2 separate regions of the Mus musculus genome follow, and region 2 is linked to region 1. Evidence: chromatin contacts called from public Hi-C data. All regions are on one chromosome and are shown on one strand. The core of a region is the stretch at or near the end of the contact, and the rest is flanking DNA. Distances in the headings are between cores, read along the strand shown. Region 1 overlaps Capn13 (calpain 13). Region 2 overlaps Galnt14 (polypeptide N-acetylgalactosaminyltransferase 14).

The links. A called contact is a pair of places that touch in the nucleus more often than the background predicts.
Region 2: a contact with region 1 is called in a Hi-C map of pre-B cells, with 2.3 times the contacts expected there. The contact joins two enhancer-like sites. A contact is called at or near these places in 1 of 484 Hi-C or Micro-C datasets (pre-B cells) and 1 of 9 other capture datasets (liver).

Annotation. Positions count from the first base shown.
Region 1 is chr17:73,359,616-73,362,921 of GRCm38.p6, reverse strand. Capn13 (calpain 13) reads left to right here. Exons shown (of 23, transcript NM_001033444.2): 5 at 2,391-2,527. Among named protein-coding and RNA genes, the nearest start is that of Capn13, 38 kb to the left of the region's middle. Within about 2 kb of position 1,876, at least 36 of the 459 cell types and tissues checked have an H3K27ac peak or open chromatin away from gene starts, as enhancers often do. A contact at or near this core is called in pre-B cells, where this site is marked.
Region 2 is chr17:73,531,089-73,534,286 of GRCm38.p6, reverse strand. The region is part of intron 6 of Galnt14 (polypeptide N-acetylgalactosaminyltransferase 14); the gene reads left to right. Among named protein-coding and RNA genes, the nearest start is that of Capn13, 130 kb to the right of the region's middle. Within about 2 kb of position 1,891, at least 41 of the 459 cell types and tissues checked have an H3K27ac peak or open chromatin away from gene starts, as enhancers often do. A contact at or near this core is called in pre-B cells, where this site is marked.

The DNA of each region.
Region 1 (3,306 bases), core at 627-3,126:
TGAAAGCCTCGCTAGTGATGTTGTGCTGATAGTGATCCAAAAACCACACTAAGAACAATGTAGAACAACCAGAACTGAACTGAGCACGGGCTCCTCATAAGACTGCCAGCATTGCTGGGTGGATAGACTAACCATGACACGCTCTGCCCTTCTAGGTAACAAAGAAAGCTGGAAAATTACCCCAGGAACTTTGGTTGGTATGATGACTCTGCCTCTACACTTATCATAAGTCTGGTGGCCGGTGTTTAGTCCCCCAAGACCCACAGAGTGAAAGGGGAAAGCTGTCTCCAACAAGATGTCCTCTGACCTCCACATACATACTGTGCTACACACACACACACACACACACACACACACACACACACACACACACACACACAATGTAGTAAAAGCTCCCTAGTATCTACGGACCTCTGTAGGTCTCTTCTTAATACTGTGAACTTAGACTCCACTTCTAGAAAACACACAGTGCCCATGCACCTAGGATGCTTTGCCCAGAAAAATTCTTTCCATGTCAAGCACACCTGCATGGTTTTTGAAGGGTTTAAGTACTATCCATATGTCTATCTTCTTCACCCAGGAAACACAGGCCATGGCTACATTCCTGACCATCAGTCAGCTTACTTTTTTGTCTATATTGAATATTATTTATGCACATATATCAATACTTTATAAAATACACACACACACACACACACACACACACACACACACCTGGCAACAGTCATTCTATCCGGTGTTCTTGCATAGAAAAAGCATGTTTGATCAGTCCTAGTAATGAGAGAAGAATGAGATGATCATGATTCCTAAGATAAAACTGGCCAAAACCGGCCCCCTTGTCCCAGAGCACCCTTGTTTGTTTATCATGACGCCTTTCTGGGTGCTAAACAGAACAGTCATAAAAGTTGATAAGTCACAGTTCCTCAGAATCACACTGTCCCTCTCAGTCTCATTTGATCTCAACCTTAGCCTTCTAGGTAATTCTTTTATCTTACCATTTGACAAATGGGAACTGACTCAAGATAAAGTAAGTGTGTTGCCTAGTAACTGTTATTAAATAATAAGAGGCAAAAACCAAACACCAGGCACCATTCTACCAACTGGACAGTATCCACTCTATCTATACACAAGTAGTCCAAAGTTGAATGAATGGCCTTCTTGAGTACCCTTTGGGACTATAATTAACTTTCCTTAATGACCCTCAATAGCATCCCTATTTTCCGAACTTTATTCCAACACAGCTTACTGGTTGCTTCAGGAGGACCATTCATCCAGTTGTATCACAGCCAGTTGTAGTACCCTGGCTTGTTAAAGACCATGAAAACATCTTTTCCTTGTTTCCACTGACATCTCAGTCTCTGTCTCCATCCCTGCTCTGTTATCGTGTCCTCCGGTGTGTACGACCATCCTGAGTCATCCAGCTTTGCAAAGGGTGGTGTGGGTGAACACTCACATCCACCCACTTTAGCAAGCTCCCCTGGGAGAGACATACCCTCATCCAATTCAGCCCTACACTGCAAGTCCTGATGCTCCATCCAGTCCAATGGAAACCAACAAAGACACTTAGAAGGCTGGCTTTGTAATGAATGTTCCTCATTTGCTGATGTCCCCGGGTGAACCGCTTAGAGTTGAATACTAAAGATGAAAGTGGTCTGCTTTGGAGAGGAACATCTGGCACATTTATGCTCTTAGCAGTAAGAGCGCTGGGCACTTTCACTTCTCTCTTACAATAGCAAGGCCAGTGTGACACGAGGACAGAAAGGTCAGAGTTAGGCTGTCACTGTTCAGTCCTCCTGAGCCAGCCACAGAGTTCTGCCTCCAGGCCTTCCGCCCATTCTGTCTTCATTATTTGAGGTGCATTTGCAATATGCCTGTCATGCTTCCTTCCCAGAGCCCTGAGCTCTGGGTCAGCTGTCCTGCCTTGTCACAGCCCTGTACCTGCCACTCCTCTTGTTATTTAACATATGTTCCCCCTGCTGCCCTGTGTGTGCAAAAAAAGATCTGGAGTCTCCTGTGTCTGTTTGAAGCTCACAAAGGATATGTCAAAATAAAGCTACAGTTAATTGCAAAGTACACCCCACGCATCCTTCTTCCCTGCCTGGATTTCCCTGAGCTGCTTGCCCTTTTCTTTCTTGATTTGTACCACACTAGTTTTTCCTTTTGCCCTTGGAGATGACATACATATGCCCTTTGGGCTGGGTTTTGCTCTGGATGGAGTTTGTTGCTGGGTGATAGAAGCTGTGTTCCAACAATATTTTGGCCTTGGTCGGAAAGATGCAGAAGCCCCTTACTGAGCTCCTGTGTCTGAGGGGGGAAGATATCCCAGGGGCAGGGCAATGCTGAGACACAGGAGCTCAGGGACCTCACACATATCCTCGTCTTTCTTCCAGTTCTGGCAGTGTGGCCAGTGGGTGGAAGTAGTGATAGATGACCAATTGCCCGTCATAGGCGATAACTTCCTTTTTGTGCATCCTCGAGGAGGCAACAAGGAATTTTGGCCCTGCCTGATGGAGAAAGCCTATGCCAAGTAAGTGTGGGCAAGTGTCTGCCCTGTTTCAATGTTGGCTCACCTGCCCTGTGTCTTGCCCTTACAGATGCTTCCTGCCCCCTGGCCCTGCAGCTTGAATATCTTTTATCAATGCAATTAATGTCCTGAAGGTGGAGGGGGGTGGCCCACACCTTTGATCCCAGCATTGGGAAACTGAATGGGGCATATCTTTGAAGCCAACTTGGTCTACAAAGTGATACCCAGGCCAGCCATGGCTACCTAGTGAAACCTTGTATCAAAACAAATAAATAAACAATGTCCATTTGAGCATTAAAGCTTTTGTTACAAAGCGAAACAATTTCGTAAGTGATTGCCAAATGCAAGGTTTGGTCCTGAGGCTGTGAGGAGGGACACACAGACACAGAGTTAGGTGTGGAATCGGTAGCCCCAAGCTCATGTAACATAGATGATAGACAGATATAAGAATCCAGATGAAATATGGCATTTGAACTAGAATGGTTCCAGCATCCTCCCATGGGTATTAGAAACCGCAATGCTCAACATCCTTCCATAAAATAGAATAGTATTTGCATATAAACTATATAATCCTATATGCCCTAAATCATCTACATATATATTATATATAATATCTAACATGATGTAAACCCTATGCAAAAAGTTGTAATACTATATTGTTTAGGAAATGATGACAAGGGATCTTTGTTTCATGCTCCGTACTGATGAAATTGGTTTCCAACATTTTCAATTCATGGTTGATTTAATAGTGGGTACAAATGTTTCAGAGTCAAAGGACTGAC
Region 2 (3,198 bases), core at 642-3,141, 170 kb before region 1:
AGGGTTTTTCTTGGCATCAAAGACCCTTCCAGAAGCCTTCCTACCCTCTGTATTCTCATCCCAACATCTCCAGGCTCCCCTGGCTTCTGTGCTGGCACTGATGTGCTGTTCCCAATCCTGCCATCACATTGCCAGTGTCCTATCTGTGTGTGTGGTGGGGAGGGGGCGTTGTATGTGTACATGGTGTGTACACACCCCAGTGCACATGGTAGCCAAGGACCAATATGGAATGTGTTTCCTCTTTTGCTTCCTACATTCAGACACGATCTCTTACCGGACCTGAAGCTCATCAGTTTGACCAGGTTGACCTGGGAATGTGACAAGCTTCAGGAATATTCCTGTCGCCATTACTCCTACCACACGCATACACCACACCACTGGTACTAGAGTTCCAGGCAAGTGCTACCTTGCTTAGCCTTTTATACGGATCCTGGGGATCCGAACTCACATCATTGGGCTTGTACAGCACATACCTTACTAGGTACTTTACTGACTGACCCATTGCCCATCCTCAGCCCCAGCCCCAGCCCCAGCCCCAGCCCCAGCCCCAGCCAGAGCCCCACCTTTGACCCAATCCTTCTTGTCCCTGGTCACCTTATTCTCCTTCCCACAAACCTTCCTCCTCCTCCTCCTTCTCCTCCTCAAAATGCTGTCAAAGTCTTCCCACCTGAATACTCATCCAGGATGGCTCCAAGGAACCATTGCCTACTTTGTCCTCCATTTCCTCTTCCCAGTTTAGCTCTTAGTGCTCCACAGATACCAAGTGCAGTTGAGAACTAGTCCCCTCCCTATCACCACCTTACCTGCTGTAGATGGGCTCTCGTTGCTTGAAAGCTGTTCTTGGAAGCCTGGCATATTGAGGTGGTGGCACGTTGGAATTAGTAGAGAAGTAGACACACCACTTACCCCTTAGCTAATTAGCTGGTATCGATTGATGCCTATTTGGGAAAGAGTCTCAAACGGGCTATATGAAAGATATTCACTGATACTTAGTAGGTCTGACATGGTTCCAGCATACTCGTGCTGTGCTGGTCGAAAAAGAACTAACACATTCCAGGTGACCATGAGTAGAAGTGCTTTGATTGAGGTTCTCAACCTGTGGGCCGAGACCCCCTTGAGTGGCATTTGAATGACTCTTTCACAGGGGCCACCTAAGACTGGCAGAAAACACAGATAATTATGCTATGATTCATAACTGTAGCCAAATTACAATTATGAAGTGGTAACAAAAATAAATTTATGCTGGGGAGTCACTGCACAGCATCAGGAACTGTTCTAAAGGGTCAGTCACAGCCTTGAAGGTTGAGAGCCACTGGGCTATGAAACTCTGACATTAGGAAAGTTCTTCATGAGAAGGAAACACAGGGAAGCTTCGCAGAGCTCTCAGATGCTGAGCGGCCCCCTCCAGGGGGAACCTTTACATCCCTAGGAAGGTCTTGGTGCCTGTGAGTTACTCAGGAGCCAAGGACTAGTGAAAGCAACCTCCTGCTAGCCTGTATGCAGAGCCAAGAAGAAACTAAAGTATGCAAACAGGGTTTGAAGGCCAAGGCTGAAAAACCACAAGGAAGGCGAAGAGCAGAGGGCATGGACACTAACTTTGGAGAAGAAGTTGAAATGGGAGGCTATGTTCCCTACTTCAGCCAAGGTCATACCAAAGAGAAGTAGACTTAAAGCCAGGGGTGTGGTACTGTGGAAACCCTGTGGCCCAGGAAGTGAAGATGGGGAAAAAGAGGCCTGGACCCCTTGTTTTCCATCACAAAAGTATCCTACAGTTACTGCAGACATTTGGGGAAATATGGAACACTAAAATGAAAACTAATCAAGCAGACTTCTGTCATGCAAAGACATCCGCAGCCTCATTTCTTCCCACTTAGGATCATTTTCTCTTCAGAGAAGCATCTTTTAGTGTAGTTGTAATCACCCTGTATTTACCCAGCCTTGTATTCTGCTCTGCCCCCCCCCTCTTACCCATAAGCACTTTCATGTACTCTCTAATTTAACCCTAGCCAGAATAGCAGATGCATTGTGTGTGTGCATGCACATACATGTGAGAGACATGTAACCAAATTGACCATCTTAACTGTCTCAAACTGCAGTTTGAAGATTGTACAACTCTCACTATGGTCTAATTATAAAGTGTTCACCGCACTTCAGAGGAAAACTCCACATCTGTTAACTGCCACTTCTTACTTCCTCCTCCTTGCCTCTGTAGCCACTCATCTGCTTTGTCCCCTGGGGACCTGCCTGCTCTGTGCATTTCATAAAATTAGAATCATAGGAGAGGGCCTTTTGAGCCCGACTTATCTTACCCAACATATATTTGAACTACACACACACTGTAGCATGCCAATATTCTTCTCATGGCCAAATAATTATTCCAGAGTATGTCCTCATCCACATGTGGATACCAACAGTAATGCTGCTATAGCCACTCATGTGTAAGTTTTTATTTGTGTGACTGTTTTAGTGCTCATGGGATATATCCTAAGGACCCAGATGGCTGGAATTAGATGTTTCTTGTAGAGGGGTCCCCAAGATGATTGTACTTAAAGAATTCTTTTCTAGTTTTGTTGTTTTTTGACAATTTCATACATTTATACACCGAATTTTGGGGCATCTCTTGTGACTCTCTTTCATCCCTACCTCTCTCCTACTAAAATCTTTCTTTCAATCCTCTCCTCTTGTTCTCTCTCTCTCTCCCCCGCTCTCTCCCATCCTCTCTCTCATATTCTCTCTCTCCCACATTCTTTCTCATATTTCTCTATCATATTCTCTCTCATTCTCTCTACCCTCCATATTCTCTCTCTCCCCCCATATTCATTCTCTCTCCCATATTCTATCTCATATTTCTCTCTCATATTCTCTCTCTCCCCCATATTCTCTCTCCCCCATATTCTCTCTCTCTCTCTCTCTCTCTCTCTCTCTCTCTCTCTCTCTCTCTCTCCAGAATCTCATTGTGTACCTCTCACTACTCTGGAACTCCCTATGTAGATCAGGCAGGCCCTGAGATCTGCCTCCTGAGTGTCAGAATTACAGGCTGCACCAACACACCTGGTGTGTGTGTGTGTGTGTGTGTGTGTGTGTGTGTGTGTGTGTGTGTCTTTTTTGCTTGCTGTATTTAACTAAGGTTGCTTGTATGAACATGAGTGGGGGATTAGTTACTGAAACGTAGGAACTTACCAGTGGCTACACTACTGG